Linked DNA regions of Anser cygnoides: region 2 is linked to region 1. A link is a contact called in public Hi-C data. All regions are on one chromosome and are shown on one strand. Each heading gives the region's core, a stretch centred on a gene start, on an enhancer-like site or on the middle of the called end of the contact. The rest is flanking DNA. Distances are from core to core; before and after follow the strand shown. Region 1 overlaps ZBTB16 (zinc finger and BTB domain containing 16). Region 2 overlaps LOC106039767 (a long non-coding RNA gene).

Region 1 (6,152 bases), core at 1,106-3,605:
AGGCAGAACCATCTGATAAGAAACGTGGCAGAAACAACACAATTTAGTGAGAAGCACAGATACCTCTTTGACTGAGAGAGAGATGTGGTATTCAGGGGAATTCTTAGAAAATCACTATCAACATGTGCCGCGTGTGGCGGGTCAGAGGCGCTAGTTAGAACAAGGAAAAAAAACAGGATGTCTAACAGCAGATAAGTAACTTCCAGATAAAACTAGATTAACAATGCGTACTATCTCCAGCGCATATGCTGCCAGGACAAAGCTGTGAGCGCATTTGTTAGATTTTGAAGTTCGATTCAGCTGTTGCGAGAATCTACGCGTGGACCAGAGCACGAGGAGCAGCCTTCGAGGTGGCAGGAAGGGGAAGAAGCGGAGAGCTGCGCCCCGGGTCCTCGCTGAGCCCCGCGGCCATGCCCGGAGCTCCGGCCCCATGGCCCCTCCACATCGCGGCCCAGAACCGAGCCCCTGGCTCCTCCCTGCGTGCGGATGTGCAGTGGTGAAACAAAAGGAGACACGGAGAGAGACGGAGGTATCACGAGATCCATTAACAAGAGAATTCCTTCGTCTTTAAATTGTCTTAGTAACGGCTGGCTCACAGGCAGAAATATTTGGCAGCAGTGAAATTAAAAGTGATAAATTTTCTCGCCAAGCTTTGATCGATAATAGAGGTCTCATCTGTTAATCAATAAGACAGTCTGCCTGTTTACTGTGCATATGTTGTTCTCTGCTGCCTTCGCTATGATGTCAAGTTTGCATTCAAAACAACTCAAGTGTGCATAAACCACATGGCTGTTCGCAAAAAAATAAATAAGAAGGTGCATTTTGGTGACAGCATGGGGTGACCGCGGCCCCGCTCCCACGTGCTGGGGGTTGTGTGGTGACCGGGCACCCGCACCCCACTGCGGGGACCCCGATGCCAGCTGCCCCCTCCCTTCGCCAAAGGACGGCTGTAATAATGAGCAGGGTTCTATTACCGGCATAATTGGAGAGGTCACTGCTGCTTGGGAGCCATCACCGGCCGTCATGCCAGAGCCAGCTCAGGATGTTTTGTTCCTGGATCAGTGACCCATAAGGCCAGCGGGACCCTGCAACGCTTTTGTTTTTTAATTTCATTTTTCCTCAGAAGTGTGTGCTGTGTGCAACACCCAGGGCCGCACACCTGGGAGGGCGCAGAGCTGGAGGGAAGCACGGGACCAGTGCTCCCATGTCCTCCCCACCCAAACCGTGCATGGGGATGAGGACGCAGCACCCCTGAGATGCAGCAGCCCGGTCGCTGCCCGAGTGTCCAGCCCTGAAATCCCCACTGGTAAACGATGGGGACTCAGAAGCACACAAAGTTTCAAAACCTCCTTGCTGAGCCCGTGACCGCAGCCCCGTGACCGCCCGGCCCACCTGCAGATGCCCACAGCCTGGCCGATGGGGCGGCCGAGCACCCCACAAGGCTACGTGCACACAGCAGGAAGGGGAGGCTGGGCAGTGCCCGCCCCAGCAGCAGTCGTACTGCCAGGACCACGGCCGGGGGGGCTCCGTGTGCGGGGCAGCCTGCCCGGACACCCACGGGACCCCGATCAATAGGGCTGCGGCCGCCCGCCCCTCCCCGGCAGCCTCCCGGCGCAGATGATGTACAGCAGGCAGTTGCCAAGGCAATGACTCTCCATCGCCACTTTAAGCTCTCCGAGACCCACTGCTGTGAAGCATAATCCATAAGGTTACATCAACCTGATGCAGCAACAAGTTTTCCCCGTGTAGAGCAGCTGAACCAGCCGCAGGTGCACCGGCACCGATCCTGCTGCGACGCGCCCCGCAGGGCACCAGGGCTGGGGCTGTGCCGAGCGGGGTTTTGGCTCGGCCGTACCCTCCCCACATGGGGCCGGGACGTCGTGGGCACTGCTCCTGCTGCAGCAGAGCCACGGTGGGGACAGCCTAGAGCAGGGGCTGGTCCCCGGCTCCAACGTGATGCTGCTGGATCGGGGACACCGGCCCCAAGCAGAGGCAACGCTGGGCAGGGGGGGTCCTGGGCTGGGTGCTCGTGCAGGTGGGGGCGAGCTGGGGAGGTGCCCGGAGCGCAGAAACAGCCCTGAGAGATGCGAAGCAACGAATCACGAGGTGCTTGCCAGCAGCTGACCAGGGGGTGGGGAGGGCAGGGGGACAGAAAAATTCCTTGAGATTTTAAAATAAACAGGGTGAATGTTCTGATGAGATATGCATGCTTGGTTACATAAGGAAGTACAGAGTGTACCAAAACAGCATACCCAAAAAAAGCATAAGCTGTCAGAACAATAAGTACAGACATGGGGCATTTTACAACAGGCTATGCTGTACAGTTTTATTTACAGTACCTCTTATCAGTCAGGGAACAGCACGCTGCCTGCCAATTTCCAAAGGCCAGGACTGTGTGTTCTTTCACTCAAGTAGATGTGTACTCCAGGCAGGGAATTTTTTTTAATCAACAAAACAAAAACTGATCCTGAGCCAGAATTCCTGTAATGTACACACGCTCAGAGGAGAGGAGGAGGAGAGAGTACGGCGATTGAATATGTAAATAGTTCAAGGTTAATTTTACTATGTGAGTCACCAGGAAAAATGTCATCCAACATCTGAGCTTATTATAACAGTGCTTAGAAAAAACAGTTAGATGTTTGTTAGAGGGAGCATGACATATTTGAAAGCAGTACATCAAGAGGCTGTGTCAGGGCTTTTTTTTGTTGTTGTTGTTGGCTTTTTTCTCCCTCTCCTCTCCCCCTCCCCCCCCTTTTTTTAATAACACCCATAGAAACTATTAGTCTATTAAAATGTAAACAGAAGTTTTGGGAGAGTATTTTTAGCTAGTGGCTTGTATTGCCTACAGTACATAGATATCTTCAGATGATCTTCCCAACGGGATGGGACTTAACGTGCTGCCAAGTATCAGCTGTGTTTCGGAGCATGCCTTGTAATTGGCACACAAGTCTCCGCCGTACATTTATATCTGTACGAGCAAATTTATAGCTCCTGCCTAATAAAGGTCTTTGCAGCAAAAGGCTAGCGTAAACACGCAAGGAGCAGCTCACTCACCACCGCATGGCTCGGCACGGAGCAGGGAAGTGGCCAACAGGCGCTTTTTGAGCTTTTTCGGCCCTTCTTTTCCTCACTGGACAGGTTTTTCCTCCCTGTGGGGCTAAGCCTGCTCGTGCCGTGACATGGGGATGAATGATGCTTACTTTAATGACACAGCATGAATGATGTGCTCAGCTTCTCGGAAATTAGATCCCTGAAACGGCAACCTCGAGAGCTCCTTGCAAGCCCCCTCTCCCCACCAGGGTGGATGTGGTGCCCAGGGCTTGCAAGCCCAGGTTGGGGCTGTTCCCCCAGCTCGGGGCTTTGCCCCACATCCATCACCCACCAGCCAGCCACAGATGCCATGTATGCCGCGCTGCTGTTCGACCCCTTTTTCTGCAGCATTCTCCCAAAAAGCCTCAGGCTGCACGTCTACCCTAGCACCAGAACCAGGCGGCATGCCCCGGCCGTGCTGAGCCCGTGGGCACCCTACCTGCTGTGCCAAGGGCACACAGAAACCGCCGACCCCAGCCCTCGCTATTTTTAATCCATTTAAAAGAAAGAATAGCTTCTTTCAGACTCCCCTGGGCATTTACCCTGCGAAACGTGGAGACAATTGATCAACTGCCAGCTGTCTGGCTCAACTTTTCCTGTGGAATACAGCAAACTGCAAGCCTTAGTGCTGGGCTGCATCTCCTGCACCTCAAAGGCTCGTCGCGGTGAGGCAATGCCCCAGGATGGCTCTAAGCTGTCAGGAAAAGGCTCGGTGGACCTGAAAAAAGAGCTATTCTATTTTTAGTCACTATCAACCCTCATAATACTTCCCAACGCCCATTCAGTTTAATTACTTTATTGAGGACAAGAAGTAGGCTCTCCAGTTTTAACGCCTGTGATGTTAGGAAGTAGTAAAATGTTCTAACTGGTTAAAAATGACACTCGTCCGCTTGCCTTTGGTGTTCCCAAGACCGTAATTGTGGCCCGGGCAGCAGGTCTGAAGCTGCTGGGCCACTCTGAAGCTTTGATTTCCCCCTCCTGTACCGTAATTGAGGTGTTGCGTTACAAGTGCAGCGGTGACGTTTCCAGAGTCAGGGAAAAACAAACAGACAGGGACAGATCGGTGTCCCCGCCGCTGCCCGCCCTCGCTCCGTCCTCCCACCGGCTGCCTCGTGCCGCGGCGTGGGTTGTGCGAGGGGCCGGGGGTGCCCCGTTCCCACCCCGCTCTCAGGCACAACCACCCCACCTCCAAGCGCCCCCCGCGAGCCCTTGCTAGGTGCTCAGCTACCTACGCAAACCTGCCTCTTCTTCGACAGCAGACAAGCCATGCCTCATTAACCTTCCAAACTAATTTTACAATTTACTAAACCACTGTTTTCCTGTGCCCATTTAACCGTCCCTGACTGTGATAAACTTTTATGGGGCTGGTGGCCAAGAGAAAGACGAAAGGAGGCTGAGGCAATGGGGAGAACAACTTCAAAAATACAAATGGCAACCCACATACTCCCCCCAAAAAAGAACGAAAGGGAAAAAGAAGAGGAGGCGCGAATACCCTCCCAAGGAGCAGGCTGGACAGCGTGGCCAAGGGGAACGAACTGGAGCCATGCCCTGCGGATGCCCACAGGCGCTCGGCACGTGCGTCACGGGGAGAGGTGGCGGGCACGGAGCCCTTGCAGGGTCCTCCTCGGGGACGGGGCGGGCGCGCCAAGACGAAGCATCGCCCACATTTCTGCCCAGCAGCACAACGCATTCACCCAAAAAGCACGGTGAGGCCAAAGGATGGGCACAAAGGGGCTCAACCCAAGCAAACATATCACCGCTGTTTTGAGACAGAAAACAGGAGAAGCAATATTTGCCTGCACTGCACCTCCAGGAGGGTCATCAGACAGGACTGGCACGCTGACAAGAACCCTTCGACCCTTTCCAACTGTAACATCTATAACGTGTGGTCTGAAGTCACAACCCTGCAAGTATGATACAGAATTTATTCTGGTCCCCTCCCCCAAGCACAAGGGATTAATAAAAATTTGAGATTATATATTATTAAAATGCTGTAATTGGCAAGAAGGTGGAGAGAGGGAAAAATATGGATTAAAAAAAGTGCCAAGTAAATTTATGCACTGTCGTCGCTTTACTACCTAATTAATTCAGTAATTTCAAAAACAATTTTATTTATGTTCCATTTACCACATCAAAAGTGCAAAGAAAAAAAACCACAGTGATGCTAAAATAATACCTCAAGGCATCTATTTTTAATCAGTAAAAAAAAAAATAAATAAAAAATCCAAGCCCTGGTTTCTATACAATCTCTCTTGGGCAGACCACCAACTCTAAGAGAGAGAAAACAGCCGAGCCCTCTGTGAGTGCCTTCCTGGCTGCCGAAAACAGAGCTTGTCAAAAAAAAACAAATCCATAATGGCCTGAGGCTCCTCTCCAATCTATTTTCTGCTCAGCTGGTTTTAAATGAAGTTATTATGAGTCATTAAAACACCCGCAAGCCTGTGGAAGTCAGCCAATTACAATTTTAAATTTAGCCTGTTCTCTACCCCATTCTCTTGTTTTCTTCTTTTGCCCACATAAAGCTGCTTTTTTATTATTATTATTATTATTTCCCTTCTCCCCTATTTCACTCAAGTGGAAGAGACAGTTATGAAAATCTCTAGTACTTTCCACTAAAAAAATAAAAGACATCCAAGAAGGGCCAAAAAAGATCAAGCTGCAAACCAGGCTTGGATTTAGAGAGATGCGAAAGGGTTTTCTTTTCATTCTTTTTTTTTTTTTTTTGAAGTGCCATAAAAATGCAATAATTGAATATGAAAAAAAAAAAAATAAGAAAAAGGTGCAGGTTTTAAAAGGTAAAGACAGTCTTCTAAACCGAGCCTGGGTGCACGGATGTCAGCCCCAGCACTGGAGGACAAGCTCATCTCAGCGCTGCGTCTCCTGGTGATGCTCCGTGCTACCGGGGTGCGGGTGCAACCCGTGGGGGCGGCGCTGCCGTCCGTCGGTGCTGGCCCCCATCTGCAGCCCCCCCATCGGCCACCTCCAACCACGGCCTCGCTGGCCGCAGCTGCCCCCCTCCCTCGCTGCCTGGGGCAGAGCAGCCCTCCCCTGGGGAGGCTGCT
Region 2 (6,152 bases), core at 1,071-3,570, 420 kb after region 1:
CCAATGAGAATAGTTGCTTAAGCCTGATCTAAAAATCAAAACATGGAGAAAATGGGGCACTCTGGGGAAGGTTAAAGCCAGAAACATATGGAATTTCTACCACATTTGGGTTGTCAAGCAGCCAAGGATCTCTTTTGCTGCTGCTTACTCTTAAAGGCTTTAAAGAAACATTCATCCATATGTAGGGCATTTAACAACACGGCATGGATCGTGCCTCGAACGCTGGATTAGGAGCTGAGCAGGCTGGCACCCAGGCCCTGCGTTCTGGATGCGTTTGCCTGAACGCAACCGAAGCAATCAGGTCCCGAACACAGACAGCTCCCGTCCCAAGGCCATTTGCACCACCAGAGTAAGGGCTGCCAGCCTGCACGCGGAGCACTGAGATTCACTTGTCCTCCCAGCTCAAGCACTGGTCGATTTGCTAGCCCAGGCAGCAGTTCACTTTACCATCATCCACTACTAATGCCCCACTTTCCAGTAAAACATCAAATATTCAATATATTGAATTGTGTATACGCATGTTGTCAATTTGCATAACAGGAATCAGTTACTGGAGGCAAATAAGCATTCCACAGGTCTTGAGGGTTTTTGGTTTTGTTTTTACTTTTTTAGTTGCTAGCAACTTAATTCTCCTATTTAGCCAGCTTTTCACAGCCAACTCTCCTGCTCCGCTGAGTAGCAAAGGGAGGGAGATAGAGGCAGCATCCTGATACCCTCCCAAAGCTCCTCCACCTCCTGCATACAGAGGCTCCTTTAACCTGGCTTCTCCATCCTCCAGCAGTTTTTCCCCCTCTGCCCAGAGAGAGATTCTTGTGGAGACCCACCTACTCTAGCCTTTGGTTGAAAGTGCAATGGAAATAAAGCACACGCCCTTCAAAAGGCTGCTGTGACACCACCACCACAAACATTTTCCAAGCACCAGCCCCCTCCCAGGTACTGAGAGGCATTACATTTAAGGAACTTCAGTGTTTACATCCTGAACTTGGCTGCTCTGTGGACAGACACCCTCACAAGTCAGGCCAGAGCTCTCACATCACAAAAACCGCTGGTTAATCACTGACCAGACACTTCCTTCTGAACAAGCGGCATCACTCCCCCAGGTTCCCCTTGCAGGTCTCACATTCCCGCTCAGGGCTGTGGAGCTGAGATCACAGCCTGGGACGGAGGGCTGCGGGGCACGTCCTCCCAGCTCCAGGCAGCTGGGGGCCCTGGGCTCCCCCGCTTCAGACTTCCCTGCAGAATACACCTGCCTGGACCGCACTGTTTATTCTGGTGAGCTTTACCTCGCCAGCCCCAATTTCTACTCTGCACTTAAAAACGCTAAGCGTAAAGCCATGAAGGGTTATAAATACCCAGAGTGCAGCCTAATTATAGCCGTGGGTTTCAGAGAATTTAGACAAACAGCATCCCAAGGGCTGGACTGCTCTGCTTGAGCACTTGGGCGGACACATCACAGGTGAAGCCCTCTTATTTCTCACATGCACGAATTTATCCTCAGGCCGAATGTTATTGCTGCTGTACTAAAACATGACGTCAATGTGAGGCAGGAAAAGCGCAAGCATACACATGGAAGGCAAAGAAAGAACAAGTAATTTGAAAAATTATGCTCATCGTGAGAGCTCTTCAAATAAAAGTATCTTGCAGAAGACAGGAAAATGTTTTGTGTGGGGAGGTGAGACGCGGTGCTTTTGCCTGAGGATGCTCAAGCCAGCAGGCCTGGGCTCTGTGCACATTTGGGTGCCTCCAGGCACCATGCCTTGGGCAGGGGTGCAGGATGCTGCTCAGTGCTCTGGCATGGGCTGCCCTCCCTCCTTTCACCACGTCCTTGTAGCCTGGAAGACCTTTGGCAGGGCCTTTCCCATCCTGCATTTATAAAGGCGGGCAGCAAGTCTGGGAGAACAAAGCCACCAGCTGACGCTGGGGAAGCAGCAGCTCTCCCCTCTCCTTTGCCACTGTCCTGCTGCAGCTGGGGCAAAGCTTTGTGCCCAAGTTTTCCCCCAGCACAATTTTATTTCCTGTCTTCTTCTGCGAAGTGTTTTGAGACCTACTTAAGTTAAGTGCCAAGTAGGAAATACTTCACTGATAACACAGGAACGTTTTGACCCAGCATCCGCCGACAAGAGAGGTGTCATATTCCTGTACTGCCGGGGTGCTCCCTGATCCAAATAAATCGGAAGCGGGCCATATTGAGTCTCACTGCAGCTTGGCTCATTGGTCTTGTCCATCTGCACAGCTCCAAAAGGAAAAGACGCCTTCTCAAGCTGCTGTACATCTTTGTGCAAAACCCTTCCTGATTTTTCAAGCTGCTTCCCTGTGCCTTCCCTCAGGGTCTCTCTACATACCACCCATGCCCAACAGCAGGGTGTTTAAGCAATGCAGCAGACCCCTAGCCCCAGTGCCTTACTGCTTTGTCCTCTCCCCAGGAAAATGGCATTTGCAGCCGTGCAGGGTGCCCCAGCTCCTGCAGAGGTGTCCTGAGCCTGGCTCTCTCCCTGCCTTGCTGCCCAGCACTGCTCTGCTCAGCCCTGCCGGTGCTCCCTCTGCTATTCTGCTCTGTGGCACGTAGTTTATTTTTCTGATGAAAGACAAAGCTCGATTTTATGTTTTTACACGAGTGTAGATGTTGGCTGACGGACTTTATCCATAGTAGTGAGGAAATTCAGACCCTCCGGCACTGGGTGAAATAACACAGTGCATGCAAACTCCATTTCATAATTGGAACCATTTGTTTGTGCAGCTCTGTGCAGGGGCACACGGGCACCAGGAATGTTTTCCTTCTCCCCAGGTTTGTTTCATGGAGCTCCAGAACCAGAGGCTGAAAGAATTTAGCAGAGTTCACGACCTCCGAAGCCAAGCAAACCCAGCGGTTCAGGAATTTGTGTGCACTGCATCGATCCACACCGTACAGGCCTTGCACCTTTCAACTCTTTGTTCAAAGAACAGTTTAATTCTCCATTTAGCTGAATCAGATCCCCTGGTCAGAGCAGCACTGTTTGGAGCAGCTCACTGATAACAAATCTGGGCATCAGATGCAGAACTGGGTGCTTTGGATCATGTTCATGCCCAACACTGTGTGCCCAATTTGTGGCCTGCCAAATTCTGAGAAATCTGAAAAAAAAATCAGCTGTATCTTACAGCAATGCCATTTCCCCACTCCTGGCTTCAGTTCTTAGAAGCCACCATTAACAATGAAATTTTTGTTATGAGAGTGAACCAAATGAGACCAGGATGCTTCAGGGGGTCCTCTGAAGCCGAAGTGGCGACCCTCAGCAGCGCCGACACACGGCTCCTCCAGGGTCCCCCAGCTCCCAAACCCAGGAGACACCCCCTGATTTCCTACAGTCAGGGCTCTCATCGCTGCAGCCTGGTGCTCTTCGCACCCCAGTCTCATCCAACGGGCAGCACAAGGTTATTTGCTGCCGCACAAGGCAACACACTTGCATGTTTCAAACCTGGCAGGCAGCTTCGGATCGTATGGTCTGACCTGCTGTAGTGGAGAGGCTACAGAACCGCGCTTGCTCTCTGCAATATGGAGCCCACACATACAAACACAAATATTTAGATAAACGATGGCTGTTTTCCAAGCACAGTATTTCTTCTCTAGCCACACCATCATTCCGAACACCGGGACACCGCTGCGCCGTGGCATTTTGGGGAGCAGGGCACAGCAGAGGGGGGGGGACGACAGCAGCCGAGCCAGCAGCTCCCCACGGCATCCCCCAATGCTGTAAGTGAAAACACAAACAAAGCAAAAGGTTGTTCTGCTTCTCAGCCTCTGAGACCATATGGAGCTGAGACATGATTGCATTATTTCTACTGTACTGCAGCAGAACGAAACAGAAAGCTGTAATAAACTACTCTCAGTATGTCCCTTAGCACAGTGCACAGAGCAAAAAAAAAAGAAAAAGAAAGAAAAAAACAGCTAAAAAGAAGTGTGCTTAAGGAACCCATGCTTCTGAAGGTGAGCTGTACTCTGAAAGCAAAGGCTCTGGAGCTCCAAGTCATACAGATTTCACAAGGTTAGATGATGAAATTTCTATGTGCTTTCTTCTCTCCACTCCCTCCCCTTCTGGGATAATTAGATTTGTGCCTGGCCAGTTATGGAGTATGATGGTTTTTTAGTATGGGCAGGCACTGGAAAGCTATTTATAGAGAAGAACACAAAATGAATTTGTACAGGATTGGTGTAAACAGGGTGCTCCAGTGGGCCCAGATACAGCCGATGGATAGCACAGATGCTGTTCTTACTCCCCAACGCAGAGGGGTCAGTGCCAGAAGCAAAAAGAGGAAAATCATGAAATCGCTGTAATTTACTTCTGCATACTACTAGAATGTATAGGACCCATGAAAAACAGATGATTTAGCTAATAGTTCAACTCTTGCACCTGCTGAATGGGCAATATCAGACTAGAGAAGCAATTAAAATCTTGAGACAGATACAAAGCCAGAGACGATTCTTCCAAACTTCAGTATTACTTTGCATCAGCCACAAACGCTCATGCCAAAGTACCAGAATGAATCTTAAACTCACAGATGCCTCCACATGAAACAGCTTTAAACTCATCTTTCCCCATCCTCTCCACTCAGAAAAAAAACCCCAACATTCAGATCAAGAGAAATGTCATTGCCAAAGCCAGTCACAGGAAGGGATGCCTCAGTACACGGGATACAGGAGCCAGCTAACAATTCCAAGTCCTCCTCCAAGAAAGCAAGCTGCTTGCAAACAGATTTGCACGTAGCGTGTGTGCAGGGCCGGGGGGGGGTGGGAATATCTGTGAGATTACTCATTCAGGAGACATTCAAAGTTAACCATTTCGCTATGTTCCGCAGCAGTGCAAAGCCACCCAGCTCTTTCTCGGAGGCTGGATGTGGTGGAACCGCCAGGACCACGGTGCCTGAGCTCACTGGCCCTGCTCAGCACCAGGACCCTCGGCTCCACCGCAGGGCTCACCCACCCAAACCAGCCACAGGGATCAGCTGCAGCAGACAAGGAGACAATCGTGTGTGCACGCTGTCCTCCCGCATGGGGTGCGGGCGTGGGCACCACAAGCCATGCAGTTTTGGTGCAAGCCCAGCACCCACAGGCTTCGAAGCGCCTGCCTGACTTCTCAGCCTGCCTGTACTAAGTCACTGTTCATGAGTGAAGAGGACATCGCTCCTGGGGACCCCCAGGAGGAAATCAGCTGAAAGTCAGCTCTGCTTGCTACAGCACCAGCTGTTCCTGCTGATGAGCCCTCAGAGGCCTCCATGGGCTGTAACACGAGCAGTACAGGATAAAACAGTTGTCCACCATCCCAGCAGGATTTAGCCCCATCCCCTGCGTCCCCACTGCCAATTAAACAGCTTCATGCCCGGGAAGCCCCCTGCAGCCCGTCCCGGCGAGCATGCTCCTGTTTGTGGCAGAGCCTCTGAAGTCCTTGGCCAACCTTCAGAGTGCCTGAGCACAGCAATCACAGCGGTGCAGCCTGGGCGAGTGGATCACCCTCCCGTCCCAGGGATGGAAGTTTATGAGGCTGTGGCCCACATCAGAGTTATTGTGCTGTGTTAAATTTATTGGTACTATCTCACCTCATTAAATACTTAAATAGACCTGACAAGACAGAAAAATGGGACTTTTTAAAAAAACGAACAGGAAGCTGGTGTTCACATGTTTTGAGTCACCTTTAAGGCAACAGCCTGCACTTCAGGGAAGGACGGGGCGCAGGAGCGAGCCATGGGATGTTTTACAGCCTGGCACTCACTGCCCAGAGAGCCCTGTCCCTAGAGGAAAGGCTCCAGCATTCGCTCCTGACAGCCCCCCAGAGCAGCCCACATCGTTTCTACCGAAAGGCTGGCACAAGGAAAGGCAGGACCCAGGGCACTGAACTCCTCGTGGTGTGAGCTGAGCCGTCCCCCTGCGCGCAGCCCACAGCAGCCTCTGCCAGCATCCAGCCCCGCATGCTGCAGCCCTACCAGGTGGCTACTCGAGACCTTCAGGGGGGATTATTTAAAGCCTCCATTTGTTCTGTACTCTTAACCTTCACTACAATTACCTGCCTGGTTTACTCCAGAGCCTTTTCTCTGCTTTGCTGGCACAGAGACGGGGTTGCTCAGAGCGCCCTGCTGCAGCCGTGGGCTGGGGCGGGCAGCAGGGAGCCTGCCGGTGCAGCAGC

The links. Hi-C and Micro-C count contacts between places; a contact is called where the count stands out from the background.
Region 2: a contact with region 1 is called in a Hi-C map of liver, with 2.2 times the contacts expected there. The contact joins two enhancer-like sites. A contact is called at or near these places in 2 of 7 Hi-C or Micro-C datasets (both in liver).

The regions. Positions count from the first base shown.
Region 1 is chr21:2,307,551-2,313,702 of Taihu_goose_T2T_genome, forward strand. The region is part of intron 3 of ZBTB16 (zinc finger and BTB domain containing 16); the gene reads right to left. Among named protein-coding and RNA genes, the nearest start is that of HTR3A, 51 kb to the left of the region's middle. Within about 2 kb of position 2,356, at least 2 of the 3 cell types and tissues checked have open chromatin away from gene starts, as enhancers often do. A contact at or near this core is called in liver, where this site is marked.
Region 2 is chr21:2,730,876-2,737,027 of Taihu_goose_T2T_genome, forward strand. The region is part of intron 1 of LOC106039767 (a long non-coding RNA gene); the gene reads right to left. Among named protein-coding and RNA genes, the nearest start is that of CADM1, 28 kb to the left of the region's middle. Within about 2 kb of position 2,321, at least 2 of the 3 cell types and tissues checked have open chromatin away from gene starts, as enhancers often do. A contact at or near this core is called in liver, where this site is marked.